Regions from separate parts of the Rattus norvegicus genome. Here regions 2 and 3 are each linked to region 1. A link is a contact called in public Hi-C and HiChIP or PLAC-seq data. All regions are on one chromosome and are shown on one strand. Each heading gives the region's core, a stretch centred on a gene start, on an enhancer-like site or on the middle of the called end of the contact. The rest is flanking DNA. Distances are from core to core; before and after follow the strand shown. Region 1 overlaps Pip5k1b (phosphatidylinositol-4-phosphate 5-kinase type 1 beta). Region 2 holds the start of Pip5k1b (phosphatidylinositol-4-phosphate 5-kinase type 1 beta). Region 3 holds the start of Pabir1 (PP2A Aalpha (PPP2R1A) and B55A (PPP2R2A) interacting phosphatase regulator 1).

Region 1 (3,464 bases), core at 385-2,884:
ACATTATATACATTAAAACACACATAATTTGTAGCTACAAAATAATATATACATGTATATTATACAACATATATGTTATATTATGATGTGCATGTCATTATATATTATATAACACATAATATATATGCTATATTATAATGTATATATCACCACACATTATATAACATATATGTTATCGTGTATGTATTATATATGTTATATGCCATATAATATATGTATATATTATTTTGTAACTACAAATTGTGTTTGAGTTCTAATCCCACCACGCACACATCATATATCCATTAGCATTCCATATTACCCCCTCTTTGCCTTCTCTCCCTTCATCTTCTGTCTCTCACTTTGTATTGGACACTTAAAAGATAAATCTTCACCCATTTCATAACGGCTGCTAAAACTTATATTCTATCTTACAATGACACCTAGAATTTTGTTTCCTCCGTGAGTTGCCTCCAAAATTAAGAGATCCATACACAGAGTTCATGCTACTGAGGCTATGTAAATACTGGCTAATGCCAGGCCAATGGCGAGTTAGCATGATATTTTTGTCTCTGGGCACAGTATCATGATTGCTGGGCCCTGCCAAGAAAAAAGTTGCTGGTGTCAAGGCTACAAGGCTCAGTTGAGACTCTGGCTTCCTCTTCACCTTTGCATAAAAAATTCGTGCCACCCTTAAGGCTGCCCTGTGTTATAGAGCTTTTGTCTTTTAAAGCTGACTGTACTGGGGGGGGAACCCCCAAGGTTTCTATAGGAAGTGTAGAAGCCGAGCATAGGCCCTGCTTCTGTGAAGGCTTGGTATGAGGCAGGGCGGGTCATCATCTGGGCACAGAAACCTGGCTCCTCACCTCTAGAGGAATCCTGCCAGCCCATCTCACAGAATCACTCAAGGCACCAAGCCCCACTATGTGTGCGAGAGAAAGGCCAACTGGAAAGAAGGCCTTTCGTTCCCAACATAGGGAGGGAAGCAGCACCATCCTTTCAGCTCCGGAATCATGCCTTGCCCTTTGATGAGGTCTCTTTGCATGGATGGATTTATCACAAGGGCCTGGAAGGGACTCCTGCTTTGGTATTTGTAGCTTTGCTACTGTAACATTAACCACTAACACTGGGAGCAGAGAGCTCTCTGTACAGGGAAAACCTGAAATATAGTTGAGACTCCCTTGGCTGCCAAATCTCATTCAGTCCTAGAGCCACATGCTGCTTTTGTTTCCATAATGCCCAGGTGGGAAGGGAGGGTCAAAAATGCCACCCTGAGCTATACTCTGATGGGGGAGGGGAGAGGCTGTTGCTTTTCTCTGGGACTGGCACCAGACTTCCCATTGCATGCTGGGAGATGTCCCTCCAAGACAGAATCCCAACACGCGGTGCTTTTCAGCTAAGAGAGGAGGAATGTTCACAGGGTTACCCAAAAGACCCAGGAACTTGGGAGGCATTGACAGTGCCTGCAGCTTCCACACTGTCTACTGTCCAGACCCCTAAATCACTTCTGCCGGTGGGGGCACTGCCTTTCAGAGAGTGCCTGTCTTTTTCCTCCTGCAGTCAGAAGCAAGGCTGCTGTTGTTCCTCAGCTCTGCTCCTGCTATTTTTAGGCCAGCAGACTGCCTGTTTCCAGCCAGAGTGCAGAGCAGCAGGCAACCTCAAGTACTGATTGATGGTTGCCTGTGGCTGCAGGGCATGGCTTAACCTCCCTGTGTACAGGGCATAAAGCCTGCTGCAGAGACAGCACAAAGCTGGGGCTTAGAACTGACAGACAGAAAGAGAACGAAACAGGAAGGGCCTGCTGCTCAGAGAGCTGGCCTCAGAAGCGAGCTGCTTCCCTTTGAGAGGAGCCAGCACAGTGTGGATGGTGACCCCTCCGGGAACTTCACCATCTCACAGGCATTGGTCTTTCTAGCAGCCCAGCCCAGACAGACACACGTGCACGCACATACGTGCCCATTAAAGCTGGTAGTTAGCTACATAGCTGTAATCATGTTTTACATTATAAAGACCCCGCTAAGGCCAAGCTGCTTGCTCTGTACTTGTACCTGGCAGCCTTAAGTCTATGCTGTTTAAACACAGGTCACCTGGACTTAAACCCAGGTCCAACCCTGGAGCAACAATAAATAAATCTGGTCTCAATCCATCCAGTCTCTGCTGAGAATCAGCCCGTCTGTCTGGTGTTTCTAAGAGACTCTGGGTCCCAGCAACAATGGTTCCATTAATAAGGAAGAGTAAGAGAAAAACGGGCAAGTGACAGATTGTTCTAAGTGACATCTTATTGGGCCTTGTCAAAAGCAGTAGGAATAAATGATGCTTTCTGGTTTTAAGAATATTAGGAATTGAAGCGAGGGTTTCAAAAGGGGGACATAAGCATTCTACCACGGACTACAGACCGCCTCAAGGTGGGTATATACGTGCTAAGGGCCAGAGGGGCTGCTCAACGGTGATGCTGCACACCTTTAATACTTGGGAGGCATGAGTTCAAGGCTAGCCTGACTGCATACTGGGTTTGGGGCTAGCCCTGGCTACCAATGAGAATTTTCTTAATTCTCTTAAATAATCAATCGCTCTCTAATTACATTTCAATAACGATCTATCAACATTAAAAAAGTTTCTACTTTTTGATTTACAAAATTGTAAACCATTCAAAGACATATTGATAGTCTACTTCACACCAGGTACGAAAGCAAAAGGCGAGTTGGTAAATAGTTCGGACATGGCTAGGCCTTCAGCAGAGAAAACTTTCAAAAAAAAAGTTGGAAGAACATTTTAAATGTTGATGGATACATATGCACAAACATACACACACAAACAGACACACACACACTATATATGCATACTACAGAACATTATACAGTCTTGAAAAAGAAGGAAACCCTGGCATTTATGACCACACAGATAGACTTACTGGGTGTTATGCATAGTGAAATAAGACAGACATAGAAGAAGAAATACAGAATGGCTTTGCCTTGGTGCAGAATTTTGAAATGTCCAACTCATAAAACCAGGGACTGGAACGATGGTTTTTAGATGTAGGAGGAAAAGGAAACATGGAGAAATGATGCTGGTCATTTGGTACCAAGGTTTGGCTAGGCCAGATGCACAGTCTTTAGAGACTCAGTGCACAGTACAGAGGCCAGAGTTACTAATACTTTGTTGTACATTTGAGATTTGATGAGAGAACTGCCTGTTGTTTTGTCACCTCCAAATCTAACCATGTGATATCATGGGCTTGATCATGGCAGCATTTCACAACGTAGACACACATCACACTACGATGTTGCACATTTAAAGCACTAATACCTCATTAAAACTGGGAGACCAAACACCCAAACCAAAAGAGTTTGGGAAATGGCTAATGAGAGAAGGCAAGTAGGTACGTATTTTATTGTAACACATAACAATTAGATAAACAAAGATATTGTAACATCTTTACAGCCCCCAACCAGACCAAGAATAACTACAAACCAAAATGTATACTC
Region 2 (3,464 bases), core at 361-2,860, 250 kb after region 1:
TCACACTGGAGTCTAAGGAAAACCAATCCTTGGACTTTGATCTACTCCAACAACTGCAAAAACACTACAGCCTCTGCACACAACATGAGGGAAGTCTCCCAGAAGAGAGGCAAAAGGGGCCCTCTACAGATAAGTTCAAGAGAACAGCTCCTGACTACTTCTTAGATCAAATTAAACAGGTCTCAGTCCTTATGGATCATTCATTTTACAGGGGGACCTCTACCAGGCTGAGAATGTCATTAAGGGGCAGCATCGGTTGGGGGGAGGGCAGTTACTTGCGAGTCAGCATGTGCTTTCTTTACATAGCATCACAATAAATAGCAGATCCTGTAGAAAGCCCTAATTTCAGTAGACACGAAGAAAAAAATTCACTGACCTACCCAAACAACTTCTCTGGTACAGGTTTCTATCCAAGCATGCTGTGCACCGCAAACAGCCGGCTTGAGAGGGTGGGGGTAAGAAATGAGAACATTCTCATCTGCATAGATGAGAGATAAGCAGACATTTGTTGTCTTCGGTTCTGATGACTCCTGGCACCAGAGTGGCAAATCCAACTCCAGCACTATCCCCATCCCCCCCCCCCCGCCCCCGCCCCCGCCCCCACCCCCTCCCACTCCAGATGTTGAAGCGCCACATTGACAGACCAGTGGAGACAGGGGACTGTAAAAGTCGGTGCCTATTTTCAGGCTGGAACTGTATTTCACCTGTTCCACCCGGCGCCAGAGCCAGAAACCACTAGAACACCGACTCGCGGAAGCCCCTCTGGACAACCCAGGGGCGCCTAACAAGTTCGCTGCTGTTAGTAGCAGGGGAGAAAGACTGGAGACCTCTCTTGCAGCAACCGAACTTAGCAGGTTCCCCAGAAAGAAGGGAGGGGTCTCTGCCTAAGTGAGCAGGAGGGATCACCCGGTGTCACTGCGGCCCTAGGGATCAGGGTAGCGAGCTGGTCGGTGCCCACGGGGACTGCGCAGCTGTGGCCCCCGAAGGAGCGAAGGTCTTGGTTTGACGACCACGGGCGCCCCCTCCATGTCACCCCCAGCACAACTCAGACAGGCAAAGTGGCAGGGTGGAGAGCAGGTCAGGTCCCAACAGAGCCACAGAGCCACAGAGCCTCAGGCGCGGCGGCAGAGAGGGTGTAGGCAGGGTTGCCGGGGACGCGCAGGAAACTTACCTCCTCCGGCCGGCGTGCTGGAGCCTTGGCGGCCGAGACCAGTTGCGCCACCGCGGGCAAGTTGTCGGGATGTCGTGGGTTCCCGGGTGGCTGCTGCAGGCGGGGCGGAGCTGGGGCAGCGGCCGGGGAAGGGGGGCGGGCAGGTGCCGGGCTCTGCCGCGGGGCCACACTGGGCTCGGACGCGCGGTGACGGGGACGCGCGGCTGCGAGTGTGCAATGCGCGCGCGCCGCGGCCGGTGTGCGTGTCCCCGCGTTCCCCTTCCCGCCGCTCCTCTGGCCGGCAGAACGGCAAGCGGACCACTAGGACCAGGCAGCCCCCGGCAGCGCGGCGAGGCGAGATCCGGGATGGAGGCCGAGGAGTGGTGGCACCCCGCAGCCTCGGGCCCCCGCACGGCGTGCCGGAGTCCGAGCGGGGCGGGCAGCGAGCAGGCTGCACGGCGGCCTCGACTCCCGGAGGCTGCAGGCCCCGCCCGCCGGCCGCCCAGGCTCTTCCCCTTTTCTCTCCACCCCCTGCTCTGTCCCGCACGCCCTGCAAGGAAGCCAGACCGGTTTGCAGCAGCCGAGCGGCCCGCAGTAGGACCTAACGATTGAGTCAGTGCGTGGGAGATTGTGCGTCCGGGCCGCTGCCCGCAGCCAGGACCCAGAGCAGGGTGAAGCGGCTCATTGGAATTAACAGGATCTTCTAAAGCTCCAGAGCTTCTAGGTGCTTCTCAGAGTCTCAGTGGGGCGGACTGTGTTGGGGTAGGGCGTACCCCTGCCCCAGGCCACCAGTAAGGCTATGCCAGAGGACTCCTCTTCCTTGAAGAACCAGCACTTAAGCAAGCAGAGCCCTCCCCCACTCCCCTTTACGAGGAAGGGACGCGCAAAGGTTCTGAGACCACACTTGTCTCCTTTCTAAGGATATCAGATGCACTCAAGAAGGAAGATCTATCCAACAGGTAGGGGTAGGCTAGTGAGGGGTCCCGCGCAAATAAACTGCAGTGGAGCGCGCCTGCTGGAGCCACTTGGAATCTCACCTAGGTTAGTTTAGCTGCGAAGAGGCTAGGAACTAGATCTAAAGATCCGTTTGGGGTTGCGCTGTTCTGAACGCTAAAATTAAATTGGGTCGAAGCAAGTGGTATATTTCAGCTTCATCACTTCCTTCCACTTTCCCCTTCCCAAACAAAGCAAAACAAAACACTGTGGGAAAAACATCTTGCGTTCTGTCCCGGGAAGACCAGCATTTAATGACCCTTGCTTGAGGACACTACCTCGAGGCTCTCTGCAAAGTGCACCTGCAGGCAGTTTTGAAATCTTTTAACAACCCCACCCCCACCCCCAACTCGAGTGAGTTTGTCGCGGTTTAGTGTCAGCCTGGAATGAAGCATAAAAATTCCTTTATAATAAAAATGCATTGTTCTTAAGTGTTATTGAAGTAAAGCTGACAAGTCAAATAGATGTGTATTTTTATGGACTATATATCTCCAGTGTTCTTCCTGGTGTGTATGACCGCTACCAGCGATATAGGGCATCACTAACTTAGGACTTGGGTCCTGGCATCCTGAACTTATTAAAGCACAGAGTAAGAGCATGTGTGTGGTCCAGCTAGCACGCTTTTCAAATGAGAAAACCTTAACTCAGAGACATCCGGTAACTCACAAGTAACACAGTTTTTCTTACTCTTAGTCCTTGAACAAAAAGTAACAGCAATACTGACTTAACAGAGTTCAAGACCTGGCCAGTGGAGGGGACAGAAGAGAAAGAGCAGCAGATCAAAGATCAAAGAACCTAGCAACCAACTGCTGTGAATCACTGTATAGGGGGCAGCATCACACCGCTGTGAGCCTGAGCCTCGGACAAGCTGGAATCTGGAAGTGGGGAATCAGTCTCCCTGTCGTGTGTCTCAGACCTCCACTCTGAAATTCAAGGAGTGGGAAGTGGATTTGCCTCCTGGAGAGGCGATGCCGTAGGGGATATGAAAACAGGCAAAGCCAAATCTAAAGACCCCGCAGTGGATCAAAAGCGGTCTGAGGCATTGTGCTCACACACCCCAATCCTGTGCCTCCTCCACACAGCTGCTTTCTCCATTAGTACCTAGACTGCTTTTTGTAATCACCAAGGCAAACAGCCTTGGGCTTCTGTAGTGAAGTCCCAAAGCGTACAGGACATTTAGAGAGCCAACGTGGTGAAACTGGACTCTAAGAAATTCCATAAGAACCTTCATACTTCACTGTTAGTTCCATGTATGGAAAAAAAAAAAACCCTTCCTGATTCTACTTCTGTCAGTGGGCATTCAGAAGAGTCATCCTCTATT
Region 3 (3,464 bases), core at 386-2,885, 190 kb after region 1:
GTTAAAAATGTTTTCAAAAAGAAATTTCATTTTTGTAGTTATATTAGTGTGATTTACTAGAGTTACTATGAAAATTGTTAGAAAATGTCCTTATTTACTTTCATATACTTAATTTTAAAATATTTGCTGCAAAGTGTTATTTCTCCTTTTGTCGTTTTTCCCTCCCACCCACCTTTCTGCCTAGGACATTAAATATCAAGGGCTCCTGGGTAAACTAGACAACCAGTGGACTGATATCACTAACATTATTTTAGCTGTAAGAAGGTAAGTTCTTCAGTAGATGGAAAATAGCAACCATTGAAAAACACCAAAAATTAGTGTGCCATGAATTATGGAATTTTAAAACATCAGTTTACTAAACTGAAATTCAACATTTATATTTTCATCAGAACTTAATAATCCCATAAATAAATAGAGCTCTCAATTATTTAAAAAAATCAAGGGATAACATATGTATTTAGACATATTAGCAGCGTAAAATGTATGCTTCAACACACTTATTGATAAAAAGTCCGAAAATATTACTACACTGAATTCAAGGGCATCCGCAGGAACCTGACATAGAAATTCTCTAGAATAACATTTCAGGAATTTCCAAAAAGAGGGAAGAGTCAAATAGGAAACAGCTTCAACGTAATCGACAAAGTTCAGTGCTTGCTCTAACTTGATTTTTTTGTCTCTCCATTGGGGGAGGGGGATTCAAGACGAGTGAGTCACTTTGAGGAAAGTTCATCTACTGGAATAAAGGGGGAGGCTGCTTGGGCAGGCGACACAGGAGAGTCGGTGGTAGTGCTGACTTTCGCTGGTGAATTACAGGAAGATCCGGCACTGCTGCTGTTTCCATCCAGGGTATCAGAAGATACACACACTCCGGGCTCTGACAGCTGTGCAACGTCAGAAGAAAGCATGTTGGTGATGCCCTGGAAAAATCTCTTTGGCTGATAATCAGTTTCCATTTCACATTTTCTTTTCAATGGTCCAAGAACACTTGGTCTAATGCAGTTGATGGGACTCTGGCTTCTCCGGGTAGTAAACCGGGTGGTTGGGCTGGGAATAGGACTTGGAGGCAATCCGTTGCTACTCACAAAACTTTGCAAGGACGGTGAAAAACACTGCTTCCCAATTCCCCGGGTGGGTGACGGTGCTGGAGACACCGGAATGAAATCGATGCGCTTTGGAGAGGCGGATTTCTCCACGTCGTTGTCACTCAGGCTGAAACTTTCCTCCCAGGAGTGGCTTATCTGCATTGCGGTCTGCACCTCGCGCTCGTGGACCGTCTCTCGGTTGATCAGGTCCATGCCCTCCTCTTGTTTGATCTGGTGCAGGCGGCTGCTGTGCATTCGGACCGGCGAGGCCGGGAGCAGCAGGCCGTGGCGGCTCGGGAACGTCGTGCTGTTCCTCCTGGCGCTAGGCGCCTCGGCCTGGAACACCGGCGAGGAGTCGCTGAGGCCGTGGATGAGGGGGGCGCTGTTAGACCTCCGGAGGCCCCCGCTGCCCGGGCCGCCGCCTTCCGCTGGGCTAGCGCCCGTGCCCGCGGGCAGCTCCAGGTCCAGTTCCATCTTCTCCTGAGCCATGTCGCGGCAGGGAGGCGGGGGCGGTGCTCAGTCAGGGCCCTGGGACTCCCATTCCCCGCGGCCCAAGGCCGCCGCCGCCGCCGCCTTCGAGAATCTGTCAGAGGGCTCACGCCTCTGCGCATGCGTGTCCCTTCGCGCAGGCGTCCTGACACGCTCGTTCTTGAGGCGCCAGCTTAATGCGTCATTGCTGTGGCGCCGCGGCGGGGAAGGGGCGAGCAGTGGTTGGGCGACTCCTCTGTTCGTTCCTTCCGCAAATAATCACTGGGCGCGGGCTCGCGGGAAGGCTGGTTAGAGAGGCCGGGGCGCTCAGAAGTATATGTTTATGAAGCAAGTATGAGCTCAGAAAGATAGTCCCTTGGTGATGTGGGGCTTCATGATGGAGCACGGTCTAGCCTGGGTGGGCTTCCCGAGGGATGGAGCACAGGCTTCTGAAGTCTAAAGGAGGCAACAGCGGCGCTTTGTAAAACTGTCCTGAAAGCGGGAAACCTCTGCTGCCCAGCTAGGTGGCAGATGGGAACCAGTAGAAGAGAGTTGTTAGCCTGATGGTGGACAAGAATAGGTTCTGGTCTTTCTTGAGAACAATAAAAACTCCCAGGCGTTCTCAAAGAAGGATAGAAGGGTACAGTAGCAGCTGAACTATTGGAGCCTTAGGCTGAGATCTGAAGAATAAGACATGGGAGTAGAACCCACAGGGAAAAGGCCAAAGAGGAGGGTAATTTACCCCAGGGCTGAATCTGGGAGGGGAAAGGGAGAGAATAGTAGACTTAAGGTGATTGGGAGGAAGAAGCTTTGTGACATTTTTTTAAAGTTGTCATATTTCTGCTGCTAACCATTTACTTACTCATGCTCACTCGGTATGGGAATTCAATGAAAGAAAAAAAATGCACACATTTAAAGAATAACAGGTTTTGGTTTATGTAATTAATACAAAACTTTGTATCTCATTAAATAGAATTGTATTTGTTCATTTATTCAGTCAACTCTCCTATCCGGGCACACCTACTTACTGTATTAGGAAATGAGACTTGTGTGAGGTCATTCACTTGCTACTGGATGGGAGTGGGGATTGACAAAATAGGAGACTTTTGGTGTTAAGTGTTTGGGAGAAAAGTGGGATGGTGTGGTCTAGCACTACTGATGGAAGTTAAGGGACAATTGGGCAGAGTTAAGTTGTAAGTTACAAATCCTGTGGACTGCAGAAGGTGGGGGCAGGACCAAGCGTTCCAACCAATGCTTAAGGGCCAACAGACCCACTGGCTTGGCGACGAACAGGAAAGAAAAAGCAAGATGGAGACAGTGATCTTGGAGGGCAAAGGACTGAGCACCTAGTCCTTTGATGAGAAGACACTGAGCAGTGTTAGGCAAGGGAATAATAGGCTTGTGCTTTGTTCATCTGTTATGGTTTGAGATGGAGTCTCACTAAGTCGTTGCTCGGGCTAATCTCAAACTTCTGGGCACCAGTGATTCACCTCAGCCCCGAAGGAAGTAGGACAAAGCTATACAGTGCCACACTCAGCTTGGTTTATGTTTTAAACACTAGTCTGGCTCCATGGAATATGAGCTGAAAGAGGGCCAGAGGCAAGAGTGGAGGCCAAAAGATAGGTTAGGAAGCTGCTACTCAGCAGAGTTCTGGAGTAGGGTTGTAGCAGTAGTGAATGGGGAGAAGTAGTGAACCCCGACACTATGTAATCGGGTTCAACCACTAAGATTTGCCAATAGATTAAATGTTGGTGTTCAAAGAAATAGGTAATTTAAATGGTTATGTCAAATAGGAAAGGTACACGGGGTGGATGTTAAGAGTTCAGTTTGGGTAGGCTTGAGGAAGTATAGATATACATCTGGCCACTTTGAACTAATAGTAATATTTTTTTTTCAGCTGAAGAAGGTAAG

What was found. Hi-C and Micro-C count contacts between places; a contact is called where the count stands out from the background. HiChIP or PLAC-seq counts read pairs in DNA pulled down with a chosen protein or histone mark.
Region 2: a Hi-C map of Schwann cells shows a contact between it and region 1, with 5 times the contacts expected there. The contact joins the promoter of Pip5k1b here to the enhancer-like site in region 1. A contact is called at or near these places in 8 of 12 Hi-C or Micro-C datasets (the Rat2 cell line, Schwann cells, frontal cortex and 4 more) and 1 of 1 datasets of contacts at active chromatin or transcription factors (oligodendrocytes).
Region 3: an H3K27ac HiChIP or PLAC-seq map of oligodendrocytes shows a contact between it and region 1, with 8 times the contacts expected there. The contact joins the promoter of Pabir1 here to the enhancer-like site in region 1. A contact is called at or near these places in 5 of 12 Hi-C or Micro-C datasets (the A7r5 cell line, Schwann cells, frontal cortex and 2 more) and 1 of 1 datasets of contacts at active chromatin or transcription factors (oligodendrocytes).

The regions. Positions count from the first base shown.
Region 1 is chr1:231,355,572-231,359,035 of GRCr8, forward strand. The region is part of intron 13 of Pip5k1b (phosphatidylinositol-4-phosphate 5-kinase type 1 beta); the gene reads right to left. Among named protein-coding and RNA genes, the nearest start is that of Fxn, 33 kb to the left of the region's middle. Within about 2 kb of position 1,635, at least 51 of the 93 cell types and tissues checked have an H3K27ac peak or open chromatin away from gene starts, as enhancers often do. A contact at or near this core is called in Schwann cells, where this site is marked.
Region 2 is chr1:231,608,482-231,611,945 of GRCr8, forward strand. Pip5k1b (phosphatidylinositol-4-phosphate 5-kinase type 1 beta) reads right to left here and starts at 1,611. Exons shown (of 15, transcript NM_001012743.1): 1 at 1,172-1,611.
Region 3 is chr1:231,541,082-231,544,545 of GRCr8, forward strand. Pabir1 (PP2A Aalpha (PPP2R1A) and B55A (PPP2R2A) interacting phosphatase regulator 1) reads right to left here and starts at 1,636. Exons shown (of 1, transcript NM_001014029.1): 1 at 330-1,636. The coding sequence starts at 1,574. The coding sequence ends at 714. The region is part of intron 1 of Pip5k1b (phosphatidylinositol-4-phosphate 5-kinase type 1 beta); the gene reads right to left. It also overlaps the pseudogene Dynlt1-ps1.